Regions from separate parts of the Mus musculus genome. Here region 1 is linked to region 2. The links are chromatin contacts, called in public HiChIP or PLAC-seq maps. All regions are on one chromosome and are shown on one strand. Each heading gives the region's core, a stretch centred on a gene start, on an enhancer-like site or on the middle of the called end of the contact. The rest is flanking DNA. Distances are from core to core; before and after follow the strand shown.

What was found. HiChIP or PLAC-seq counts read pairs in DNA pulled down with a chosen protein or histone mark.
Region 1: a contact with region 2 is called in an H3K4me3 HiChIP or PLAC-seq map of embryonic basal ganglia, with 3 times the contacts expected there. The contact joins two enhancer-like sites. A contact is called at or near these places in 2 of 484 Hi-C or Micro-C datasets (the G1E-ER4 cell line and pre-megakaryocyte-erythroid progenitors) and 4 of 115 datasets of contacts at active chromatin or transcription factors (astrocytes, embryonic basal ganglia and embryonic stem cells).

What each region holds. Positions count from the first base shown.
Region 1 is chr8:114,897,961-114,902,237 of GRCm38.p6, forward strand. All of the region lies in intron 8 of Wwox (WW domain-containing oxidoreductase), which reads left to right. Among named protein-coding and RNA genes, the nearest start is that of Gm39257, 61 kb to the right of the region's middle. Within about 2 kb of position 1,446, at least 15 of the 459 cell types and tissues checked have an H3K27ac peak or open chromatin away from gene starts, as enhancers often do. A contact at or near this core is called in embryonic basal ganglia, where this site is marked.
Region 2 is chr8:114,466,553-114,470,390 of GRCm38.p6, forward strand. All of the region lies in intron 4 of Wwox (WW domain-containing oxidoreductase), which reads left to right. Among named protein-coding and RNA genes, the nearest start is that of Wwox, 29 kb to the left of the region's middle. Within about 2 kb of position 2,474, at least 13 of the 459 cell types and tissues checked have an H3K27ac peak or open chromatin away from gene starts, as enhancers often do. A contact at or near this core is called in embryonic basal ganglia, where this site is marked.

The DNA of each region.
Region 1 (4,277 bases), core at 196-2,695, 430 kb after region 2:
TGACTTCTTCCCTCCTCCCCCAGTGGAAACCCTGTCCCTTTTAGCAGTCACTCTGTGTCTTACTTAGGGCTTTAATGCTGTGATCAGACACCATGACCAAGGCAAGTCTTAAAACGACAACATTTAATTGGGCTGGCTTAGAGGTTCAGAGGTTCAGCCCATTATCATCAAGGTGGGAGCATGGCAGTGGGCGGAGCTGAGAGTTCTACATCTTCATCTGAAGGCTGCTAGCAGAAGACTGGCTTCCAGGCAGCTAGGATGAGGGTCTTAAGCCCATGCCCACAGTGACACACCTATTCCAACCAGGCCACACCCCCTAATAGTGCCACTCCCTGGGCCGAGCATATGCAGACCATCATGCTCTGCTTCCACCAGTCACTAATATTTCTTTCATTTCCGAAGCTGTGTGGGATGGGGCTTTTGAGGGGGCAACAACTGAACCCCATCCCCAAAAAATGACATCATGCAAATATCTCAGTGAATACCAACAAAACTGTAGGTACAGTGATCGCCTCGACTCTGGAGCTGAAACTTTTGGCCTGTGCAAAAGGAGAGGAAGCAGCCACTATTTTTGAAGTCAGGGTGGTAGGTGAAGGAGACAAGAGAGTCAGTAGCCACAGCACGAGGCCACTGAAACGCAAATCTCCTAGCCTCTTGCCCAAATCCTGGCACCAAGTTTGAGCCGATGCCAGGGACACCCCAGACACACACTTATGGAGAGGTACAGTCACGTAAGAAGTGATGGGTAGAAGAGCCATCAGTACTCATTGTCCTGGTGCCCCGAGCTGCCCCTTGGTCAGGCATGCTCCTTCAGTCTTTCCTTCAGAGTGATGGCATTTTCACAAGCAGGGAATCCAAACTTGAAAAAGAAATGTTTTCTCTTTTAAACAGTGAGTAGAAAGAAGAGCTTGCAGTGTCAGGACCCCGTGTGCAAATATTTTATTATGTTCCCTTCTGCAAATGGACATAGCCTGTCAATATCTGAGTGTCCTCGAAAAGCCAGCCTGCCTGTGGAGCAGTCAGAAAAGAATCACAGTGTGGCGATCCATTATGTCCCCCACTGAATTAGGTTCATTGAGATTCTGTTATTAAAGCAGGATTTCTCTTAATTATTAGCAGTTAAAAATAGGAAAATAGATTTCAGGGCGGGGGTTGGGGGGGGAGGAGTTGCAGGCAGCCAGCGTCTAATTCTAAATGTGCGTATGTGCGGAAAGTAGAATTTGCCAAACATGAATAGGCACTTACAATGTGACTAGAATTGGTTCTGTCATGTGTCAGCGTAATAGCCTAAACCCTGGTTCAATACAATGAACCTGGGGAGGTTTGCTTAATGAAAGAACTGACGTTTTCTGCGTGGTGGCTGCATTCATCAGCCTGCATCCTGTTCATTACGGTACAAAGGGCTGCCAATGGGAATCGGTGGGATCATCTATTAGGGAAACGTGATGGGGACAAAAGATAGTAGAGGCCAGGGCCCTGTGGTATTGTCTACTGCGGTCAGGGTTACCCGAGCCCTGGGCTGTGGTCATGGGCAGTGTGTTTCTAAGCCCGCCTGAGGGCTTCCGGAGCCATGGGAGGAATCCTTTCTTTCCCTGTCTGGTCCTGGTCACCACATCCTAGGGCAGGCGAGGAGAATGGCTATTTCCACTTAGTCCTGGGTTGTTCCTTATTTCTGTGGAGTGAGTTCACAATTGTAATGTATCCCCGTGAGGTCTGAAGCAGTTCCTGGGTCCGAGGACGGGACCCTGAGCCCCTGGACAACATAGATGACCCAGTATGAGTTGTCTGACAAGGTCACCTTGGGGAGGGCCCTGGGTGGATCAAAGAGCAGGTGTGTTAATTCTAGGGGTGACTTAGGTCTGCCCTCGCTGCCTCTCCCCTGATGAGACTGTTTAGTTGTGTTTTTTTTTTTTTTCTTGGAGAGATCAGTGATTGGGAGGAGATTTGAAGAAGAGAGATAGATTTTGTATTTAACTTCCCTGTATGGAGCTGCAGAAGGAGGTGCCATAGTAAGTCTGAACTTAAGACACCAGGCAGCTTCTCCTAAGCCTGGATGTCCAGGTTTTGAGATTTCAATAAGAAGGGGCTTCAAAGGGATGTAGAAGAAACTAGATGTCTTACCTGTTTGCTTGAACCCGAAAATCCATGCTGGCTAAATGAAAATCATGCCCCCTCCCCCCAAATCACCTTATGTAATTGTGAAGGAGTTTAGATAGCTGACTTAGTTAGGGTTTTACTTCGGTGAACAGACACCATGACCAAGGCAACTCTTATAAGGACAGCATTTAATCAGGGCCGGCTTATAGGTTCAGAGGGCCCACCCATTATCATCAAGGCTGGAACATGGCAGCTTCCAGGCAGGCATGGTGCAGGAGGAGCTGAGAGTTCTACATCTTCATCAGAAGGCTGCTAGCAGAATACCAACTTCCAGGCAGCTAGGATGAGGGTCTTAAAGCCCACACCCATAGTGACACACCTACTTTAATAAGGCCACACCTTCTACTCTCTGGGAGAGTGCCACTCCCTTGGCCAATCATATACAAACAGTGGTTGTATCTTTACTTCTCAACACTTTATTCAAGGCTAAAAGCCCAGCTTTCTCCCTTCCCGTACCCACCACCTTCAGTTCCACAACTGGCACTTGCCTGTTGGTCTTCCCGCTTTCTCATTAGACTCTCTTTGACAAGGTCATTGCAAGTGCTAAATAGAGAAATGTTTTGAAGTGCTGAAGACAGTGGCCAGCAGACAGGCAGTCGGTGCCACTGGCACTGCAAGCACATCTGAGAGGGAGGACAATCCCAGGATTGCTCCTCGCCTACCATCTTGATGGAGATGGGTTCGTTTCGTCACTCAGTGCCTATACCAGAGCCCTGTGGCTTCCAAGGTCCCTGGGGCCCTCCCTTGTCTCTTGCCTTCAGAGCAATGGGAGGATGGGCATGGGCTCCAGCACCTGGTTTTACACATGAGTTCTCAACTCAGGACCTCATGGTTATTTGGCAAGCACTTTACCCAATAAGCCACCATCTTGCCAGCTCTAACAGATGTTCCTCTTCTTAGAATTTAAGGGTGATGGGCTTTGGTCATGGCATCCCCTCGTAGCCCCAGAAGAGCACAGGACTGACCAAGCAGTCACCCGCTAGCTGTTTTGAAAGCTCCTTGTTTTTAAAGATAGTATCTCCCGTGTAGCCCAGGCTATACTCATGGGGTAACCCAAGATGATTTTGGACTTGATTCTTTTGCTTCCATCTCCTAGAGTACAGGGTTTCAGGTGGGCTCTACTCCAGCCTACTTGTTTGCTCTTATACCAAGATTCAATGTGTCTTCTCCCAGCTCCAAGATCCCTGGCTATAGTATCTTGGGTGGAGGGGGTCCTCAAAGCTCAGAATCCTTTACCTGACTCTCCCCAGTATAAATGCCTCCAAGAAGGTTCTCTCTTTGGAACTGTCCTAAGCTGTTTTTAATAGCTCCAAGTAGATAGCCACAGACTCTAGAAAACGACCAAACTTGACCTAAATCTTCATTTTTCAAAGCTTAAAGACTCTGAGGCCCAGGCTAAGTCACCTGACTTCTCTAACCCCAGTTTCCTTGTCTGAGATAAGACATTTGGTAACCATGCCAACCAGTTCATGCCATCTTAAGAAACCCCTCAGCCGGGTGTGGTGGCGCACGCCTTTAGTCCCAGCACTCAGGAGGCAGAGGCAGGTGGATCTCTGAGTTTGAGGCCAGCCTGGTCTACAGAGTGAGTTCTAGGACAGTCAGGGCTACACAGAAAAACCCTGTCTAGAAAAACCAAAAAAAGAAAGAAAGAAAGAAAGAAAGAAAGAAAGAAAGGAAGGAAGGAAGGAAGGAAGGAAGGAAGGAAGGAAGAAAGAAAGAAAGAGAGAGAGAAGAAGAGAAAAGAAAAGAAAGAAAAGAAAAGAAAAGAAAAGAAAGGAAAAGAAAAGAAAAGAAAAGAAAAGAAACCCCGCACTCCATCAGGAGCAGAAATCAGACAGGTTCACCAATGGATTCCTTCAGAATTTGTTGGCAAATATGCAACTGAGTGTGCTTGAGGCAAAATGAACCTAAGGATCATGCTAATTTCACGATTTGGTTATCACCACAAAGAGCTTTTGTGTAAAACGTGTAGCAGAAGACTCAGCATAGCAAGCTGTTGGTAAGGCCTCCCTGGGTATAGCAGGCAGGGTATATACTCAGCACAGGCCCTCTGGTGGAACATGTTCGCTCACAAACTCATTCCTGGTGTTCTCCCTTCCCCGCACAGTTTTCAACAACTC
Region 2 (3,838 bases), core at 1,224-3,723:
CATCTGAAATGGGGACGGTTTTCCTTCCACTCTAACTATTAGAAACTCCAGTTAACATGATGAAGTGTGGGCTAGAGAGAGGTCTCAGTGACTAGAGAGAGCATTTGCTGCTCTCGAAGAGGACCTGGGTTGCTTCCCAGCACCACATGTTAGCTGGCAACACCTGGAACTCTAGTTCTTGGGGACCTGATGCCTGTGTGTGCATGATTCACATAATACACTCAGGCACACACACACACACACACACACACACACACACACACACACACACACACACACACTAAACCTTTAAGAAAACAACAAAACAAGGCTTGGGAAAGTAGAATAAATGCAGACTTCTAGTTTGCTTTTGGCTTAAATGTTGCCACTTAGATAATTAGAATTTTTACCTTTTCCTCTTCTTTTTCCTTCAGTATTTTCCAGTTCTGTTTCGTTTTGTTTTAAGATTTTATTTATTTTGTGTATATGAGTACACTGTAGTTGTCTTCAGACACACCAGAAGAGGGCATCAGATCCCATTACAGATGGTTGTGAGCCACCATGTGGTTGCTGGGATTTGAACTCAGGACCTGTGGAAGAGCAGTTGGTGCTCTTAACCTCTGAGACATCTCTCCAGCCCTGTTTTCCAGTTTGTTAACTCTAGGATTTTGGACTATGTTTTTTATCCCAAGCCTTAGCTTCTTTTTCTGAGAAGTGGGGCCCAAGACACCAGCCAGTTGGAGTTGTAAGAGGCTAGAGAGAGAAAAAAATAAAACCACAGAAACAAAGCCACTCAGTGCAGCATCTACCTAGCAGTCTGTAACAGACTGCTCACTGAGAGTTTCTGTGTTTAAGGTCTGATTTCTTTTCTTTTAGGTTTTGCTTTTGTTTCTGGAGACAGGGTTTCTCTGTGTATCCCTGGCTGTCTTGGAACTCACTCTGTAGACCAGGCTAACCTTGAACTCAGAGATCTGTCTGCTTCTGCCTCCCGAATGCTGGGATTAAAGGCGTGTGCAGCAACTGACCACTGCCACCACAACCACAACCACAACCACCACCACCATCAGGAGCTTAAGGCCTTATTTCTAGAACAAGCATTTAAAATTTTCTTTCCTTTCCTTTCCTTTCCTTTCCTTTCCTTTCCTTTCCTTTCCTTTCCTTTCCTTTCCTTTCCTTTCCTTTTCTTTTCTTTTCAGCAGACAATTTCAAATACATGCCAACATGAAGAGAATTATCTTCTTTCCTTAGGATGCACCCTTAACTGACACAGGGAAAGAACACTCGGTGAGTTTGTGATCTACAAGCTGACCTCCCGAGGGATAGCCGTATATCTGTCATGGCCACCCTGACAGTTTCATAAACATTGACATGGTTTTCTGGACTGCACAGAATTGCCAGTGGATATTGAAGGGCGTCTGGCAAAGCTTCAGCTGTGTATGCTGTATTGTAACAACAGCCACACGTTTCTTGTTGTGGTGGTCTCCCGTATAGAGGATTGAACCCTTTATCTCAGGAGTACTGGGCATGCACTGTGCAACTGAGCTGTCTCACCAGTCGAAAATGAAAATGTCTGGTGGCAGGGTCTTGCTCGGTTGCTCAGAGTGGCCTTGAACTCACTCTAGTCCAAGCAGGTCTTGAACCCGGCACATCTGTCTTTTAGAACTAAGTGTTTTCTGTAGTGTGTGATCATGGGACTTCACAAGAGGAAAAAGAAGAAACAGGTGAATACGGTCCTGTTGAGGGATGGGAGCTTAGGTCAAGAGAAAGAGAATGCACTTGAAAGGACTAGCTTTCATACGGTGAGCGAGCGCTGCCTGGCAGGTTGGCGATGGCCATCTGAGTGCTCTGTCACTGTCAGTGGTTAGTCAGACAGGAGAAGACATGAAAACAATCACACAGGCCGGCACCGGTCCCTCCCATACTCCCATGGGAGCCAGCCTAGCTTTACGGACGGTACAGTGTGCCTTTTAATTATTCTGTCTTCAGTGAAATATTTCCTCTTAATTTTATTAAATCTGCTTTCCCTTTTAAGAACCAGGCCAGGTTTCTTGCCAACAGATATTGGAAACACGCAGCATCTTTTTAAAAAGAGTCCTTAGAACTCAGTGAGCAGTGGACTCCAAATACGGATGTGTAGACCACCGGACGAAAGATGCACAGGCCGAGTGTGGCACTTGCCCTTGGGTGGAGGCCAAGTGCAGGCTCATCGTCAGCACTGGTATCCATGATTTGGCATGGGAGAATAGCGGAGAATACTGGAGTGATTAGTCATTTCTGAGAAGTAAGTATGTTTTGAGGAGCCATAACCTCCTGAGTGGGAGTCTTTCAAATGCTTATTTATTCCCCTCACCCCGAGAATGACAATGGAACACACTGGGGGCAGCCCACCCCCGAGAAGCCAGCGGGCAGCTGCCTGACGACAGTAGCAATCACCGAACTGCTGGTAGACAGTAATCACGCTTGCTAGCAGCCTGCGCGCTGCCCTGCGGGAGAGCCAGAGTGAAGTGTTTAAAGCGCCTCTCCACTGATGTGAAAGGGGAGCAAATGGAGAGAGCCAGCTTGGAGGGCTCAATCAGCATTTGGCAGCTCTAACTACAGATGCTCCAGGATGCTTCCACCGCGCAGCTGCCTTTCACAGCTCTTGACATCCTCAGCAATGCGGCCCATGACGTAGACAAATCATTTGTATCCCTAGTTGGTTGAAACGATCAGGGTTTGTTGAAAATAAACGTAAGCAGGGCCTAGAGAGGTGGCTCCGTGGGTAAGAGCGCTCGCCGCTCTTGCAGAGGACCCGGTTTGGTTCCTAGCGCCCACATCCTGCTGCGCACCACTGCTGGTAACTCTAACTTCAGGGGGATCTGACGCCCTCTTGTGGACTCTGCAGGCATCTGCACACATGTGACCATGGAAGTAGACATCTAGAGAAGTAGTTCTCAACCTTCCTGTTGCTGTGACTCTTTAATACAGTTCCTCATGCTGTAGTGACCCCAACCATGAAGTTATTTTCATTGGTACTTCATAACTGGAGTTTTGCAATTGTTATGAATTGTAAATATTTGTTTTCCCGATGGTCTTAGGGTCGCAACTTACAAGTCAAGAACCACTGATCTAGACTAGTCTGTTCCTTTCTGGATGAAGCACGGATAAGCTGAAAGCTTGCTGAAGTTTCTGTTCTGAGCACACCATTAAAGGGAGAGTGAGTGACTAGTGGGTTGGTAGGAGAGATTTATATACATTAATTCTGATAGCTACTAGGGACAGAGATAAACTTAAGATACTCTAAGGCAGTGGTTCTCAAAGTGTGGGTCACGACCCCCTAGGGGGCCAAATGACCCCCTTTCACAGGGGTCGCATATCTGCTAGCCTGCATTAGGAAGGTTGAGAACCACTGCTCTAAGGATAGACGTGGGAGTGACGGACATAATTCTACAAGACGCAGTACTTAAGTGATCAGAAGCTGCTGTGTGTATGTGGGTAGGCCTTTTTAAAAATCTCAAGTTGTATGAAAACTGTTATTTTTTTTTATGGGAATGATTTAAGAACTTGTCTTTTATCTCTTAGCTTTTGTTCCCTCAAAGGGAGAACCCGAGCCAAAGGCAGACTTCAAATCGTTTAAGATGTGATTTCAGAGAACTCCACAGAGGCTGTGAGAATTCAGCAAGGAGATGAGGGAAAGACGGGCAAGCACAAGCGCGCGGGTTCTGGGCTGGGCCAGTGCTGCAGCCGCTGCTGCGCCTCTGGCAAGGGCTTTCTGAGGAAGCTGTGGAACGCATTGGAGAGCTGTCTGTCAGAGAAGGAGAGACATTTGTCCATAGGCCTTCATCCCTTTTAGGCCACGGTGGCCCCATCGTGTGTTGGC